Regions from separate parts of the Capra hircus genome. Here region 2 is linked to region 1. Evidence: chromatin contacts called from public Hi-C data. All regions are on one chromosome and are shown on one strand. Each heading gives the region's core, a stretch centred on a gene start, on an enhancer-like site or on the middle of the called end of the contact. The rest is flanking DNA. Distances are from core to core; before and after follow the strand shown. Region 1 overlaps LMNA (lamin). Region 2 overlaps PMF1 (polyamine-modulated factor 1).

What was found. Hi-C and Micro-C count contacts between places; a contact is called where the count stands out from the background.
Region 2: a contact with region 1 is called in a Hi-C map of blood, with 2.9 times the contacts expected there. The contact joins two enhancer-like sites. A contact is called at or near these places in 2 of 5 Hi-C or Micro-C datasets (both in blood).

The regions. Positions count from the first base shown.
Region 1 is chr3:105,477,064-105,485,017 of ARS1.2, reverse strand. It overlaps LMNA (lamin), which reads right to left. Exons shown (of 13, transcript XM_018046279.1): 12 at 7,650-7,922; 13 at 6,437-7,362. The coding sequence ends at 7,336. Among named protein-coding and RNA genes, the nearest start is that of SEMA4A, 7.1 kb to the left of the region's middle. Within about 2 kb of position 5,092, at least 4 of the 5 cell types and tissues checked have an H3K27ac peak or open chromatin away from gene starts, as enhancers often do.
Region 2 is chr3:105,555,947-105,563,900 of ARS1.2, reverse strand. All of the region lies in intron 1 of PMF1 (polyamine-modulated factor 1), which reads right to left. Among named protein-coding and RNA genes, the nearest start is that of BGLAP, 11 kb to the left of the region's middle. Within about 2 kb of position 3,915, at least 1 of the 5 cell types and tissues checked has an H3K27ac peak or open chromatin away from gene starts, as enhancers often do.

The sequences.
Region 1 (7,954 bases), core at 3,843-6,342:
CTTCCAGCAGAGTCTGTACCGGGCAGGGGGAGGAGCAGAGGCAGGCAGGGAGGGGGAGGGGGTGGGGACCCTGCCAGCCCCCTCCGATGTCCCAGTTCCCAGGCAGCTCTTAAAGGGACCAAGGAGAATTAGCTAGGGGCAGCTTAAGGGGGTAGGTGTAGAGGAAACTGGGTGGTGGGGAGAGGATTAGGTCTGCCAGGGACAGGAGGACCAAAGTAGGGGGCCTGACACATCCCCTCTTCCTCCAGAAACCCCCAGACTCCTCAGTCTAGCCTTTTCCTCATCCCTTGTGACCCTCATTTTGGCCACCCAGCTTATGACTACCACTTCCTCAAATCCTGGCCCCTATTTTCCCTTGGGTCCTTGCCCACTTCCTCCCCCCTTCCCCATATTCATGCCACCCCAGTCTCCGGTGGGAGCTGCCAGCTGGCACTGACCGGTACTAAGCAGGGAGACTCAGCCCAAGGATTGTAAGGGCCCCGAGGCCTGGCCCAGAGGGGGCGGGGAGGCCAGCACCTCAGAGTCCATCCAGGTTGGCCGGGGTGGGTGGGGAGCAAGAGGCACCCTCCCCTCTCAGCTGCCTTCTAAGTCTTGCTTCCTCCACCCCCCCTGGCTGGGCAGGGGGCACCGAGGCATTGGAGAGACTGAGAGACAAAGGGTCCTGTCTCAGCCCCTCCCTCTCCTGCTCCCTGATAGGCTGTCAGGGTGGTGACATGGAAAAGGAAAATGGCTTAGCCAGTTACTTCTGGGCCTGGAGGGGCAGGGGGCAGCTGAGAGACACACACATATCAGGAGAGGGGGAAAGAAGTGGGAACTGAAAGACATCAGTGAGCCAGCAGAAAACCTCAGCGCTCATATCACTGCTCTGCTCAAAAATACCCCCTGGCTCCCCAGGGTCCTGGGGATTGATCTCAGGCTCCCTGATGGTGTTCCAGGCCTCCTCTCATCCCTTCAGCCTGGGAAGGCTCGGCCCAGCCCACCTGGACTCTGCCTTTCCTCAAGTATCGGTTTATTATGTTTTCTGTATCCTTTTTTCTTATTCTTTTGTTTTTCTTCTTTTTTTAAATGAGAAAAAAAATAAAAAATATTTTTTAAAATGAGAAAAAATTCACTTTTAGTCTTTTTCAAGTTTTGGTTTAAATTGCATCCCGTACCTGGGATGGTGTTTCTTCTCATTTCTACCTGGTAGAAAACTTCCCACCTTGCCATGCCCTTCTCCCAAAGGATCCCTTCCTCTGCAAAGTCCTCCTGGGTCCTCCCACAGTATTCTGAGTTGCCGCACTGTCTTCTGGGAATCAGGAGTCCTAGGCTCCTCCAGCAGTGAACTGGGTGACTTCAGGTAAACCTCTCGTTCCTCTGGGTCTCTGCTGCCTCGCTTAATACGGGGCTACTAATAGCCTGCCCCCTAGTGGTGAATGTGCAAATTGGTTCTATCGCTTTGGAAGCAATTTGGCTGGAGGTCTCAGGTTCTCCAAAAGTGCTCACACTGAGTCTATTTCTGAGTCTATGAATTTACAAATACTTATAAAGCACCTACTATGTTGTCAGACACTTCACTAGGTACTGGAGATTCAGAAAGATAAAAACACCTGCCCTCAGATGTATGTATTCCGGTATGGAAGACAGATGATGAACAGATACACACAAGAAATACGTGCAGTGAAAGTGAAGCTGCTCAGTCGTGTCCGACTCTTTGCGACCCCATGGACTGTAGCCTACCAGGCTTCTCCGTCCATGGGATTTTCCAGGCAAGTGTACTGGAGTGGGTTGCCATTTCCTTCTCCAAGGGATCTTCCCATCCCAGGGATCGAACCCAGGTCTCCTGCACTGTAGGCAGGATGAGCCAGCAAGAAAGCCTGAAATATGTGCAGTGATGTTAAATGCACTAGAGGAGAAATAAACCAGGGAGGGTGGCTCGGAAATTGTCAGGCTGAGAATGAGAAGGGGTGTGTGCGTGCTCAGTTGCTTAGTCGTGTCCAAGTCTTTGTGACCCCATGGGCCCCGCCAGCCTCCCTTGTCCAAGGGATTTTCCTGGCAAGAACACTGGAGTGAGTTACCATTTCCTCTTCCAGGGGATCTTCCCATCCCAGGGATTGAACCCACGTCTCCTGAATCTCCTGAGCTGCAAGCAGACGCCTTCTCACTGAGCCACCGGGGGTATCCATGAGCAGGAGGATGCTATTCATTAAATTTGGTCAAGGGAAGTTTTACTGGGTGGGGGGGGGTGGGGAGGTGATATTTGAATAGAGACCTGAAGAAAGTGAGGGAACAAGCAAGCAGATATTTGATTGGGAAAGTGGTCCAGGCAGAGGGAACCGCTTGTGCAAATATCCTGAGGCAGGCGTGCGCTTGGTGTGTTCTAGGGAGTGTCTGGGTAGTCACTGAAGTTGAGTGTAGTAACCATGAGGGAAAGCAGGGAGAGACGGGCTGCAGGAGTTGTCACGCCTGGCTTTGCATGCCATTTTGAGAACTTTGGCTTCTACACTGAGTGCTTTGGAAAGGCTCTGGAGGGTTTTGAGCAGAGGAGTGACCCAACTATTAAAGGACCACTCTGCTACTGTGTGCAGAATAAAGTGTACGGAGCACAGGCAGGAGACCGGTTAGGAAACTGACCCCATAACCCAGACAGGAGATGGTGGTGGTGGTGGTAGTGGTGAGAATGAACTGGATTCCAGATATATCTTAAAGATGGAGTTGGCAACATTCACTAATGGACTGAACTTGAGGTATGAGAGGACAAGAGGAGTTAAGGACAAGCTCCAGGGTTTTTGACCTGAGCACCTGGAAAGAAGGGTGGTCATTGGCTGAAGTGGAGGAAATTATAGGCAGAGCAGGTAAGAGTCCATTATGAATGGAACAGAGGGGTAGAAACCAGCATATCAGTTCGGGGCATACTAATTTTCAGATGCCATTTGACTTCAAGTGAGTATTCAGGTCCTGGGTCAGGGCACAGGAATAAGCTAAGGATTTATGGAGGGCGTTTAAAGTTGTGAACCTGGAGGAAGATTCTCAGGGCCTAAGCGCAGACAGAGGAGAGAGGATTGAATGCTAGGTCACTCTCTCTGTCAGGGGTCAGGGAGAAGAGGATGATTCAGCAATACTGGTTGAGCAGTGACAAGCAGGGTCAAAGAAGCTGAAGGCTGAGAAGTGGCCGCTGGGTTAGCAGCACGCAGGTCACAAGGACCTTGCCAAAGCAGTCGTTTTGAAATGAAGGAGGAAGCAGGTCAGCAGCTGAGAGTTAGGAGAGGAAGTTTGAAGAGAGAGGAGAGGTGTGAAATGGTCATCTGGAGAAAAGGATGACTGAGTTCAAAACAGCAATAGCAGGGGAGGAAGTCCCAGGGGTGTGTGGTCATGAATTTAAAGTAAGATTCTGTGCTAAGAAACTCCCTGAAATATTTACAGAAAAGTGATTCACTGCTTCATCATTTACAATCATAAAATTGAGAATTAATCTAAATGTCCGGGGGAGGGGGTGGTTAAATGAAGTGTCCATTCATTCAGCCACTAAAAATGGCTGCAAAATATCTGCAAAACACATGACTTGATAGCTGTGGAGAGATAAAACTGAGAGAAAAATCTTCCTCCCTGATCTTAAGAACTGATATGAGAAAGAGCCTGCCAATAGAAAGATGAGCAAAAGGGATAGAAATGAGTTATTCACACCAGAAGAAAAGTAAATAACCAATGTATGTGGATGGAGAAAAATTTTCGACTTCTCTTCAAAGAAATGCAGTCTGAAACACTAATGAACTGCAACTGTTTTCCTAACAGGATGGCAAAGATTAAAACTGACAAAAATCCTGGTGTTGGGAAGAGTTTGGGGGCAAAGTGGGCTCTGCTGCAGGTGAGAATGGTAAGGACCCAGTTTCTCTGGGTAACACTTAGCAATATTATCAATAGCCTTTATAACATGTATACCTTTGATTCAGCTAGTTCCCTTCTTGGAATTTATTTCATTGACATGCCCAGAGATGTGTGCAAAGATACCCTGTTCCAGGACACATTATTTATAAGAACCAGGAGAAAACTGTAAATATATGTATATAAGTTGAAAAAAAAAATGCTTGAAGGCCTCCCTCCATGGTATTCACAGAGGTTATCTCTGAGTAGTGGAAGTATAGATGGTTATTGTTTTTTTTCTTGTTCTACCTTCTCTATAATGATCAAGTATTACTTTAGTTAGTGTCTGTTAATGAAAGTTGCTCAGTCGTGTCCAACTCTTTGTGACCCCATGGACTGTACCGCTAGGCTCCTCTGTCCATGGAATTCTCCAGGCAAGAATACTGGAGTGGGTGGCAATTCCCTTCTCCAGGAGATCTTCCCACCCAAGAATCGAACCCAGGTCTCCCGTATTGCAGGTAGCTTCTTTACCATCTGAGCCACTAGGGAAGCCCCAAGTATTACTTACACGATAGGAAAAGAGTGGATGCTATTTAAAAATAACCCATATGGGGGAATTCCCTGGTGGTCTAGTGGCTAAGACTCTGTGCTCAGTGACAGGGGGCCCGGGTTCAATCCCTGGTCGGGGAACTAGATCCCACACGCTGCAACTAAGACCTGGCACAGCTAAATAAGTTAATTAAAATAATTTATAATTTAACTTAGAAAATGAAAATAATGCTTATAAACTTTGAAATAACATTGGAAAATGCTGATGCACGTCAACTGAGTAAAGCAGAATTAAAGTTTAAACCACGGTGAGGTCTTAACTATGTAAAGTGTATGTTCAGGGGGAAAAAAAAATCTGAAGGAAGATCCATCAGGAGGTTCCCTCTGGGTGACTGAAAAGGGATGGGTTCGTTTTTTCTTCTTTTCGTAATTACTTGTGTTTTTTCCGTTTTACTACAGAGTATATGTTATACGTTAAGAAGAATGACCAAATCGTTAATAGTCACGTGCGGTCCGCTGAGAGTCACATGAGGTAACCACGTGTGTGACGCACCCGCTGGGCGGAGCTGGAGCTACCAACTCTCCTGCGCGGTCAGCTTGCCCCGGGTTTCGTGGACCTGCCTTGCCCTCTGCCTCGCTCAAGAGCAGGGACGCTGCCTGCTAGCCCGGCCCTCAGTGCTTCCAGCGCGGAGCCCCGCAGTGTTCAAGCTGCCCGGGAACCCACGCCGTGAGCGCGGCTCTGGCGCCCCCAGGTGTCAAGTCTGGGAAGTCCATATGGACGGTCCCATTTAGAAAAGACGGGAACTCCATTGACGCCCAAGTCCCATATTCCCTGGGACCCCTGAGTCCTTGCCTGGGACTGAGAAAGGATTTCCTTCTTCAGAACCACCCTCCCCAGAAAAGGACCACTTCCTCAAGTCCATGCCCTATCCTCTCCGCATCCTTTTCCCTGGCTTGAGCCCCTAGGGAACCAGGACTTTCCAGCAGGACTTCAGAGGTTTTTCTGATCTCATTCATTTTGCTTTCTCCAATTCTTTTTCCCACAGCCCCAGGCATGCTCTTTTTCTCACAACTTTTGACTGCAGGCTCAACTCATCTGCCACAGGGAACGCAAACTTATATTTTACCATCACTGTTTTGTTTTGTTTTGTTTTCCCAGAAGGGGAGCATAATGTCACAGAAGCAGGGGTCTGCAGCCAGGACCCTGGGTTCTCTCTGCCATCTAGTAACTGTGTGGTCTTGTTAACTCTGAGCCCCCATTTCCAGGGACAAAGGGGACAATAACCACCTGTCAAGACAGCAGAGGGTCAAATGAAATAGCACAGAGATGCTTTGGAACCTATAAAGGGCCAGAGAAGGGTTGGTCCCTGTAGCTCATTTTCCCTGCTTGAGGTCCTTTCCCTCAGTCTGGTTTCCCCATTCCCCTACATTAGAGGCCTCCCCCTGAGGCTCCGACTCCACCTGACCTATACCTTTGTCCCCAGCAGTCCACTGGAGTGTAAGATCCCTGAGAACACTGAGTACACGGTCTTGTCCATTTCCCTGTCTCCGAGGTGAGCACAGTCTGGCGCAGACGGACATTAACTGCGTGCTTGCAAAGTCAGTCCTGCCCCTTTCCTGCTGACTCCCTCCTCCCCATCTGCCCTTGCCCCGGGTCCTGAGACGTCACCCGTCCTCAGACTGGGTCTGTATCATCCTGTGTCTTGGTATTCATGCTGAGCTCAGGGTCTAGCACAAAGAAGGTTCTTGCTAAGTGCTGGCTGGTTGAAGGAAGTCAGGAAGGAAATGCCTGCCCTCAGGCTCTGCCTCTCTGTGGGACTCACGGAGACAGCCCTGCACTGGGTGGGCAATGCTCATGTCAGAACGTCTCCCCAGCAGCCACTGCTGGGTGCCCAGCTGTGCACCTGAAGCTCTGCGGTCTTTGTCTCCCTAGAGCAAGGGGGAGGCTGGGCGGCGTGAGGATGCAGGTGACCGAGTGACATGTGTATGGGACCCTCAGAAAACACACAAGGACACCCACCAACAAAGACACCACGGCAGCCAGGGATAGAAACAACTAGTGTATTGATTCAGGGAGGAGAGAAGTGGTGCAGATGGGAAACGGGAGGCAAGGGGCTCCTTAGTGTTTGCCGAAACCCACTGCCGCAAGCCCTCCACACCTCCTCCCCTTCCTCCCCTTCGGTGGGGCCCCAGCAGGCTCTCCCCTTTCCTAGTAGGCCTCCCTCTCCCTCCTCCCCTACACCCACGTGACCTTGATCGACCTCCAGTGACTGGGCAGAGCCCACCCCTGGCTCTAAAGCTAGGTGAAGGCAGGCTCAGACTAACTTTATTCTACCTCCTTCTACCTCCCGCCTCATTCCCATCTCTTGTCTAAATAACATACAGAAGAAGCAAACGCAGCTGGGACCTGGGAGAATCGAGTCACCCCGGGGCTGGGGAGGGGGGGGGGAGGGCAGGCGGAGGAGCCTCTGCTGGGGGTAGTGGAACGATGGGGGCCGGCCCAGGGGCGAGGCTCAGCCCTCCTCCCTTGGAGGCTGGCGGAGCAGACTCCACACCTGCCTCTCAGGCACCATGTCACCGGGTCCCCGGGATGTGGGTGGCGGGCAGGGCAGAAAAGCAGAAACGAGGCTTTGTAAAAGCATCCCCTCTCCTCGGCTCCCTCTTTGGTTTTAAGGCAGATACGGAGTTTCTCGGAAGCAGGGAGAAAAGGGGGGGAATTGAGAGAGATGCGCGCGGGTTTTTTTGGCTTATGTTTTTCCTTCGGTATAAAACCACTGTAGAAAATAACTTCTCTTAGAAAAACAAAAAACAAAACATAGAAGAAAAAATAAAGGGGTATTTTTCTTTGGCTTCGAACCCCTTCCCGTGAGGCGCAGGGCAGGGGTGGGCATGAGGTGAGGAAGAAGCATGGGCCTCCGCCCCCACCCCTGCCTGGCAGGTCCCAGGTTACATGATGCTGCAGTTCTGGGGGCTCTAAAAGAGAGGAGAGCGGGAAGCGGTGTGAGTGGCAGTGCTTGGCCGAACCCTCCCTTCCCCTCTTAACCCAGCCCCGCCCCTGCCCTCCAATCTGGGGCTCAGACAGGAGGGGCAGGACGCAGGAGCAGCAGCCGCTCTCTAGGATCTTGGGCTGCGGGGAGGAGGCTCCCACTCCCCCGGGCTGCGGAAGAGAAGGCTCTCCCTCCCACAGGGCAGCCTGGCCCTAACCCTGGAGGACTAGGGTCCTCTGCCCGCCGGGGGTTGGAGACAGAGGGCCGACTCACCTGGGTTCGGGGTCTGGAGTTGCCCAGGAGGTAGGAGCGGGTGACCAGGCTGTCCCCGAAGCTGCCACCCCCACTGCCCCCCACACTTCGGTAGCTGCGAGTGACTGTAACACTGGAGGCGGAGGAGCCAGAGGAGATGGATCCGCCCACCTGGGCTCCCGAGCCGCTGGCAGGCGCCTTGTCTGCGGGCTGCCCGCAAGTCCCGCACAGCACGGTGCGCGAGCGCAGGTTGTACTCAGCGGGGTCCCCCGAGCTGCTGCCTGCGTGGGAGCCCTGAGGAGGGAGACAAGGCTCAGGCCGGACGG
Region 2 (7,954 bases), core at 2,666-5,165, 80 kb before region 1:
AGCCACGCAGTCTGCGGCTACATGGAGGAATGTGGAGGGACACACGACGCCTGACAAAGCGCGGCTGGAACGGAGACCGGGTAATTGTGGCTTGAAATGGGTCTGGCTCAGAAACGGGAGATCCTGTTCCTCCTCCCAGCCCACTCGCCTGGCGCATCTGAGCTGGGTGCATCTGCTCTCAGCCCAGGCTGGCAGCAGACAGGGCCCAGGGCAGGGGTAGGATAATTCTGCTCACCAGTGCCGCTGGTCAACTCTTCTGGCGTCCCCTTCCTGGTCTGTGAGATCAGTGAAAGTGACGGACCCAGAAACACGCACACTGATACAAACACACAATACAGAAAACATGCTCCGAGGATGTGGAGGGAGGACAGTCAGGCTGGAAGCGGGGAGGAACATGGTTTCTTTTCTTTCAGTTTCACTGAGATATAATTGACATATCGCACTCTGTAAGTTTAAGTGCACAGCATAATGACTTATATATACTGGTAAATGATTACCACGGTAAGTAAACATACACCATCTCCGAAACAAAAAGGACTTCCCTGGTGGATCAGATGATAAAGAATCCGCCTGCAATGCGGGAGACCTGGGTTCAATCCCTGGGTTGGGAAGATTCCACGGAGGACGGTATGGCAAGCCACTCCAGTATGCTTGCCTGGAGCATCCCCATAGACAGAGGAGCCTGGTGGGCTACAGTCCATGAGGTCACAAAGAGTCAGACATGACTGAGTGACTAAGCACACACAGAGAGACAAAAAAGAACACTGGATTTTCCTTGTTATGAGAACTTGTAGAATCTGCTTTTTAAACAGCTTTCACATATACCATATAGCAGTGATAACTGTAGCCATCAAGTTGTGTGGCGTCCCTAGTACTGATTTATCTTATAACTGGAAGCCTGTATCTTCAGACCACCTTCTTCATGCACTGCCTTCTCCCCTCAGCCCCCAGGGATTCCTTTCTTGAGAGCCAGTGCAGACTTGGGAATACTGGGAATGCTCTTGTAAATTTCCTGAAGAAACACACTCACAGAGAAATAGGAAAAATGATGCATTTTAGAAAACATTCACGGCCACTCCCGCCAAGTGTCAACTTTTATCTTCTCATGTAAATTCTAGTATCTCTGTGGATAGGGATGCCATCCACAATGGCGCTGGGATGTCCAGGGTAGCCAGAACAGTGTTAAATACACAGCAGCACTCAAGACAAGCTGCAGACCAGGTGAGTGCGACTAAGCTGAGGCCCAGGCTGCGCGGCCTCAGACGTGGTCCATTCCCAGCCACCTCCCCTACCCTGGACCCTAGGGTACCAAGGCTTGGGCTGCTTGATCAGAGGCGCCCTCTCCACAGAGCATCTCCATCAGCCTCTCTACCAAGCCCTCCTGTGCCCTGTGCTGGAATGGTCTTCTGGCCTTGGCCTCCCAAGAGTACACAAGGGGCCCTCCAGCTGTCTATGCCAGGTGAGTGTGCCAGCTCTAAGGACTGCCTGTCCTTTTGCCTGGGTTCACATCCTACCTCTACCACTAATCAGCTGAGTGACCCTGGACGACTTCTTTACCTTTATAAGCATCACTCTCTATCTCCATCAAACAGAAATAATAACTATCCATAAGTCACAAGATTACTGGTTAAATGAGGTTAAATATGTAAACACTTAGTACAGTGTACAGGGAAATGCTCCATGTTAGCTTCAATTGTTATCACTATTTTCAAAGCAACAGTCCTCACCACCCCCTGAAAAGTGCAGAACGCAGCCAGTGACTGTTCCCCAGGGCAGGGAAGTCTGAAAAAGGCAGGGGCTTAGTAAAGCATCTTGACTGCGACTGCATGTGCACCACACTGTGGTCCCACAAAATCGGCCGCATTTTTCATCAATGAAAGTATTTTCTTATTGGAGTATAACTGCTTTACAATGTTGTCACTTTCTGCTGTGTAAGAAGTGAATCAGCTGTGTTTACACATGCACCTGCTCCCTTAGACGCCCCTCCCACCCCCGCCGCACCCCACCACTCTAGGTCCTCACAGACCACCAAGCTCAGCTCCCTGGATTACACTGCAAGTTCCCACCAGCTGCCTGTTTGATACATGGCACTGTATTCACATCAAACCCCATCTCCCAATTCACCCCACCCTCTCCTCCCCCGCCACCCGCTGCTGCGCCCACGAGTCCACTCTCTGTCTGTGTCTCTGCTCCTGCCTTGGAACTAGGCATCTGCACCATTTTTCTAGATTCTTCATACACACTGGCTATACATAGAAAACACATATATCGTTAACATACGATATTTGTTTTTCTCTTTCTGACTTAAACTCTGTTCTGTATAGCAGATTCTAGGTCCATCGACACCTCTCCAATGACCCGATCCCGTTTCTTTCTGTGGCTGAGCAGTATTCCACTGTATACACGTGCCGTGTCTTCTTTACTCATTTCTCTGTCGATGGAGCCTGAGGTTGCTTCCATGTCCTGGCTATCATAAACAGTGCTGAAAGTAACTGTTCAAAACTGCATTTACTGAATTTCAAAACAGAGATGACTACACACTAACTGATTTTAACCTGTTTTTTTCTCTTATTATCCAATATCTGAGACACCATCACTGTTCCTGAACTCATCGAAAAAGCATGTCATTCACAGCACTAAAAATTCACTGCAAGGACTTCTCTGGTGGTCCAGGGGTTAAGATTCCACATCTCTAATGGGGGCCTGGGTTCGATCTCTGGTCAGGGAACTAGATCCTGCATGCTGCAACTAAAAGTCAGTGTTTCCAAATATAAAACAAAACAAACCCAAACAACCTCACTGTAAACTGAGTTTTCACATATGTTTAACTTAAAATATTTAAGGCCAGAATCAAGCTCTGGTGGCTAGTCAATCTGTCAGTTTACAGACGCAGATAAATTGTGCAGGAATGGAAAGTCAGAGGCACAGACAAGTAAACATGTGTACTAGATGGAGAAGGAAATGGCAGCCCACTCCAGTGTTCCTGCCTGGAGAATCCCAGGGACGGGGGAGCCGGGTGGGCTGCCGTCTATGGGGTCGCACAGAGTCGGACACGACTGAAGCGACTTAGCGGCAGCAGCAGTGCTAAAGAAACCTGGTGTGGCCTCCTCCTCCACGGTGCCCCGCTTGCTGCCTGCCTGTTCCACAGACTGTCCACCAGAGGGCGGGTAAGAGCCGGCGTTTTCGCTCAATAAAGGCATGGAGGGTGAAGACAGACCAATACAAATATACAGAAGCTGGGGAGCATTGTCACAGAAACCCATGCTCGCCACCCGCCACCTGTACAGCCGCCCTGCTTTATTAAGAAATGTTTCTCTAAAATGAAAAAAAAAAAAGAAAGAAAAGAAAAGAAAGAAATATTTCGCTGCTTGGTCTTTCCCCCTCACCCTTTTCAGCCTCAGGACTGAGAAAGGAAGAGGGAATAAAAACCAGAAGTGTTCCCTGATGAAAGTAAGAGGTCAGTTAGCTGCATGTAAATCCAGCCAGAACATCTGCTCACACCATACACAAAAATACACTCAAAATGGCTTAAAGACTTAGATATACGACCTAATACCAAATAACTCCTAATACAGAACATAGGCGAAACCTTCTCTGACATAAATCATACCAATGTTTTCTTAGGTCAGTCTCCAAAGGGAACAGAAATAAAAGCAAAAATAAACAAATGGAACCTAATCCAACTTACAAGATTTCGCACGGCAAAGGAAATCAGAAACAAAATGAAAAGACAACCTACAAAGTGGGAAAAAATATTTGCAAATGATGTGACCAACCACAGGGCTCCCTGGAGGAAGAAGTGTCCGAGAGCAGCAGGAGTCTGTGAGGGAAGGACAGAAGGCCCGGCAGCAGCATGAAGATCAGAGTGTACGCACGCCTGGGGGTGCAGATGCCGTGACGAGAAACACGCTCGGGGCACCGCCTGAGCCAGGCACTGTTCCAAGCCCTCTATACGAAGCAACGCACTTAGTCCTCATGATAACTGAGGAAGGGTCTGTTCTCACCATGCCCATTTTTCAGATGCAGACGCTGAGGCAGAGAGGAGTCTGCCCAAGGTCACAGAGCTGGGACATGGTGGAGCCATCAGCTCTGGGTCAGGTGTCCTTGGCCTCCAAGACACACAGTCTGCAGGCTGGTGGGTCAGACACACAAAGTCTATACCGTATCATGATAGAAAGAGCTGGAAGAGGGGGCTTTGGGCAGGGGTGGGACAAGATCAGATCTGTATGTTAGAAACCCCCTCTGGCTGCTGGGAGGGGGGACTAAGGAGGCACAGCTGAGCTGACGGCTGACTCGAGCAAGGCTGACACAGCAAGGACAGAGTGAGATGGGTGATCTGGGAACACACGAAGAGCAGACAATCAGCACGATGGGCTGGAGCCGCACACCACAGTCTGGTGAGTCACAACCACACTTCAGAAACTAGCCGCTGCCAGCCGCACGCATCATCTGCACATTCGAAGAGCGTGAGATATTTCTGAAGCACTTAATCAGAATATTTTAAATATCAAACCACTCTTTTTCCTGTGAAGAACTGCTGCCATGAACACCAACAGTCGCTGCCGTGCGCTCAGAGCTCTACCAGTTCACGTACATGTGCGATTGGCTCTCCTTCCTCGGTCCCTGCCAGACACAGGCTCCAAGTCAGTTTCTACAAACCACCCTCCACAGCATGTGTCGGGCAGGAAGACGGGACCGGACAGGCACTGGGCCGGGCTGGCACCTCAGAACTCAGGAACGGCCGGTCACCTCTCCCTCCCTCAGTGCCCCCGGGACGGACACCACTCGTGGCACCGCTGCTGGGGGCTGTGGGTACCTGCGGCAGATGGGGCGTTCCCCCCAACAGTGCTAACTTCAACCGGGGCCCCACCAACACCAACTCTAAGCAACTGCCTCTCTTGGCGGGCCCTGATTTACAACAAAACACAGCAAACCTCATCTACTTGCTCTAGCTAAACAGGAAAACAGCTGTTTCTCAGAAGGTCCAGGAGGCTGTATGGACAGAGAAGAACCCTTCGTTTTCAGAAGACAAGGGGAGGTCGCATGTGATAAGCTCCAGCAGGGCCACATTTCTATGTCCTGAAGCCTGAGAGAGGACAGATTCGGACGTCTCTGCCTCATGATCCAGTGACAGGAAGACACCCTAACGGAAGACGGGGGTGTGGGTCTGCAAGACCTGACAGCCCAGCAGGGCCAGTATCTTCCAGTCACCCTGGAGTGTATCATGTAATCTGCCCCTCTGGTCAAGCTAACATGGATGGAAAAATATGAGTTGTAGGGGAATCCAATCTGCACTTTAAAATATCCCTTAGGCTAACTGACATGTGAACAGGCCAGCTTTTACTATGCAGAGATTCCTGTCCTCTGTATAAGTCCTTGGTCTTTGGGATTGAGGACTTTCAGTGACTCGGGAGAGGGTCAAGCATTTGGACACATCTTAAAAGGCTGTATTCATACATGACATTTGTTGAGCCCTTTCTATGTGGAAGCCAGCCATCAGTTCCTACTTAACTGAATGAGGGGAAGGGTGTTCTAGCAATGAGGAAAAGCAAGTGGAAAGAGCGGGCGGCAAGGGTGCGGGACAGCAGCAGCTCTCAACGCCTAAAAATTTACGTGCGTGTGTTTGCACACCAAGTGTGCCCTGCTGCACACCCACGGCCCTGACCATGGCTGGAGAGATGGGAAGGGCCAAGGCATGAATGGCCTTTACACTAAGCTAAGAAGCTGAGCAGTCCTGAGCCAATTCGACATTATAAGCAGAAGGACATGCTCAAATCTGAGCCATAGACTGGAGGGAGGGAGCAAGATTGAGGATGGAGGGCCATTTTGGAAGCTGGTGCCACAATTCTATGAGAGACAGTGAGGGCCTGGACTGAAGCATTTGCATCACGATGGAGAGGAGACTGAGGAGAGAGGCTGAAACCAACAGGGCATGGTGGCTGACTGGAAGCAAGGGGTCAATGAGGAATCCCAAATCTCTGGCCTAGAGAATGAGTAGGATGGTGGTATTTTCAACCAATTTGGGGACCACAGAGGGAAGAGAAATCCTGTTTTGCTGAACGTGGTGGTTCTGTGGGACACCAAGTGGAGATTTCTAGTAGTAGACTGTTAGAGACAGAGGCCTGAAGCTCGGGAGACAGATGTGGCTTGAGAATCCTCACTTATTCCAAAGCTATTTACTGAATGTTTACTATGTGCCAGGCACCATAATAAGCAATGAGCAGAGAGTGATGAATAAGACAGATAGGATTCTGTCCTTAAGGATCTTACATTTCATGTGGGGAAGACAGACCACAAACAGACAACAGAACAACATGCTGTGATAAGTCTTTACAAAGGAATAAAATAAGGTGTCGTGATGAAGAATAACTAGGGGAGAAAGGTGGCTTTAGAGAAGACCAAGAAAACCATCTCTGGCAGAGCAAACATCAAGTGCAAACACCCTGAGGCAGGAAAGCTCTCGCAGTCTAGGGAATGAGAAGGTCAGGATGACCAAGCACAGCTGCAGAGGGGAACAAGAGGCAGGCAGGGGCTGGAACACGCGGGGCCTTGAAAGCCACGGCACGGAGCGATGAACAGCCACTCAAGGGCTTCCAGCACAGCAAGATGTCAAACGTGTGATCTGCACACGTGCAGGTGAAGCAGGAGAAGGGCAATGCTCCCACATTTAAGGGACAAGTGGACGAAGAAGAGCCCAGGAAGGAGCAGCCAGTGAGGCGAGGGGCAGAGAACGGTGTCGGAAGCCAAGGGAGCAATTTCAAGGACAGAGAAGTGGTTAACAGTGTCAAATGCTACAAGGAGAGCAAGTCATGTAAAGATGAAAAAAAAGTCCAAAGTATTTAACAACAAAGAGTTATTCTTGACCTTGAAAGGAAGGTTTTAGGAGAATGGTGTCAAACTCCCCTAAGCTGAGGGAAAAAACTGGAGATGGAGAACTAGATGCTGGGAAGGCAGAGCCCCGAAGTCACAGCCTGGGGTGTAAAGGGGAGGACACTGGGGTGTAAAGGGGAGGGAGCTAGGAGGAGGCAAGACCAGGCATCTCGGCCGAGTCTTCAGATGTCTGAACTCCTGCCTGGTGTCTCTATTCTCTCTGTGAACCAGGTGTTGAGGTCGTTTTCAGTGAGCGTGTAGAGGTAGCAGGGGAAGGGCCTGAGGGACAGGATAAAGATTTTAAATATTAATACTTCTGCGGAGAAGGGGAAGAGAGCTGACTGGAGACATGAGGATAATGAGCTCTCTGAGGGCCTAGATGAATTCCAAGAACATGACTGTGTGGAAGCACCATTTTCCACCATGGGTGAGACTCCACAGCTGCTCAGAGGTTGAGTGCAGGGCCAGAGTGCAGACAGGATCCTGAAGGTGGGTTTCACAGCTGGTGGGTTGGAAGGATGAGGGGGCAAAGGAGCTGAGATACACAAGTGTGGCTGCCTTGCACCTCCAACTGAACCTATCCAAATAGAGGTCTTGATCTCCAACCCCAGACTCATTTCTCTCCCCCAACTCATGGGCGAGTGTTTCTTCCTCGTCTCAGTAGATGGTGAACCTGCACTCAATCACCATCATGAAGAGTCAGCACCCTCCTGGAGGTCCCCTCCCCCTCGCCTTTCCTTCCAATCCAATCCGATTCTATCTCTTATCGGCTCACATCCACCCACTTCTCTCATCTACACTTTATCTGGACCTTTTCACCCCAACCATGCAGTCAGCATCCCAGGTTCAGGAACGTGACCTGACAAGTAGGGCAGACAAGATGATTTAGACTCAGAAATAATGGGAACAGCTTCAAAAGTAAAAAAGCTCAACACTGACCTGATAATTGTCGTCTTAGAGTAATAAAAAATATAACACATCAACTAGTCAACTATAATTTTAATATGACTAGATACAAATTATATTTCATATGGGATACAGACACTTTTCTCCCCACGACATAACCTAATTTTTAAACTTACCA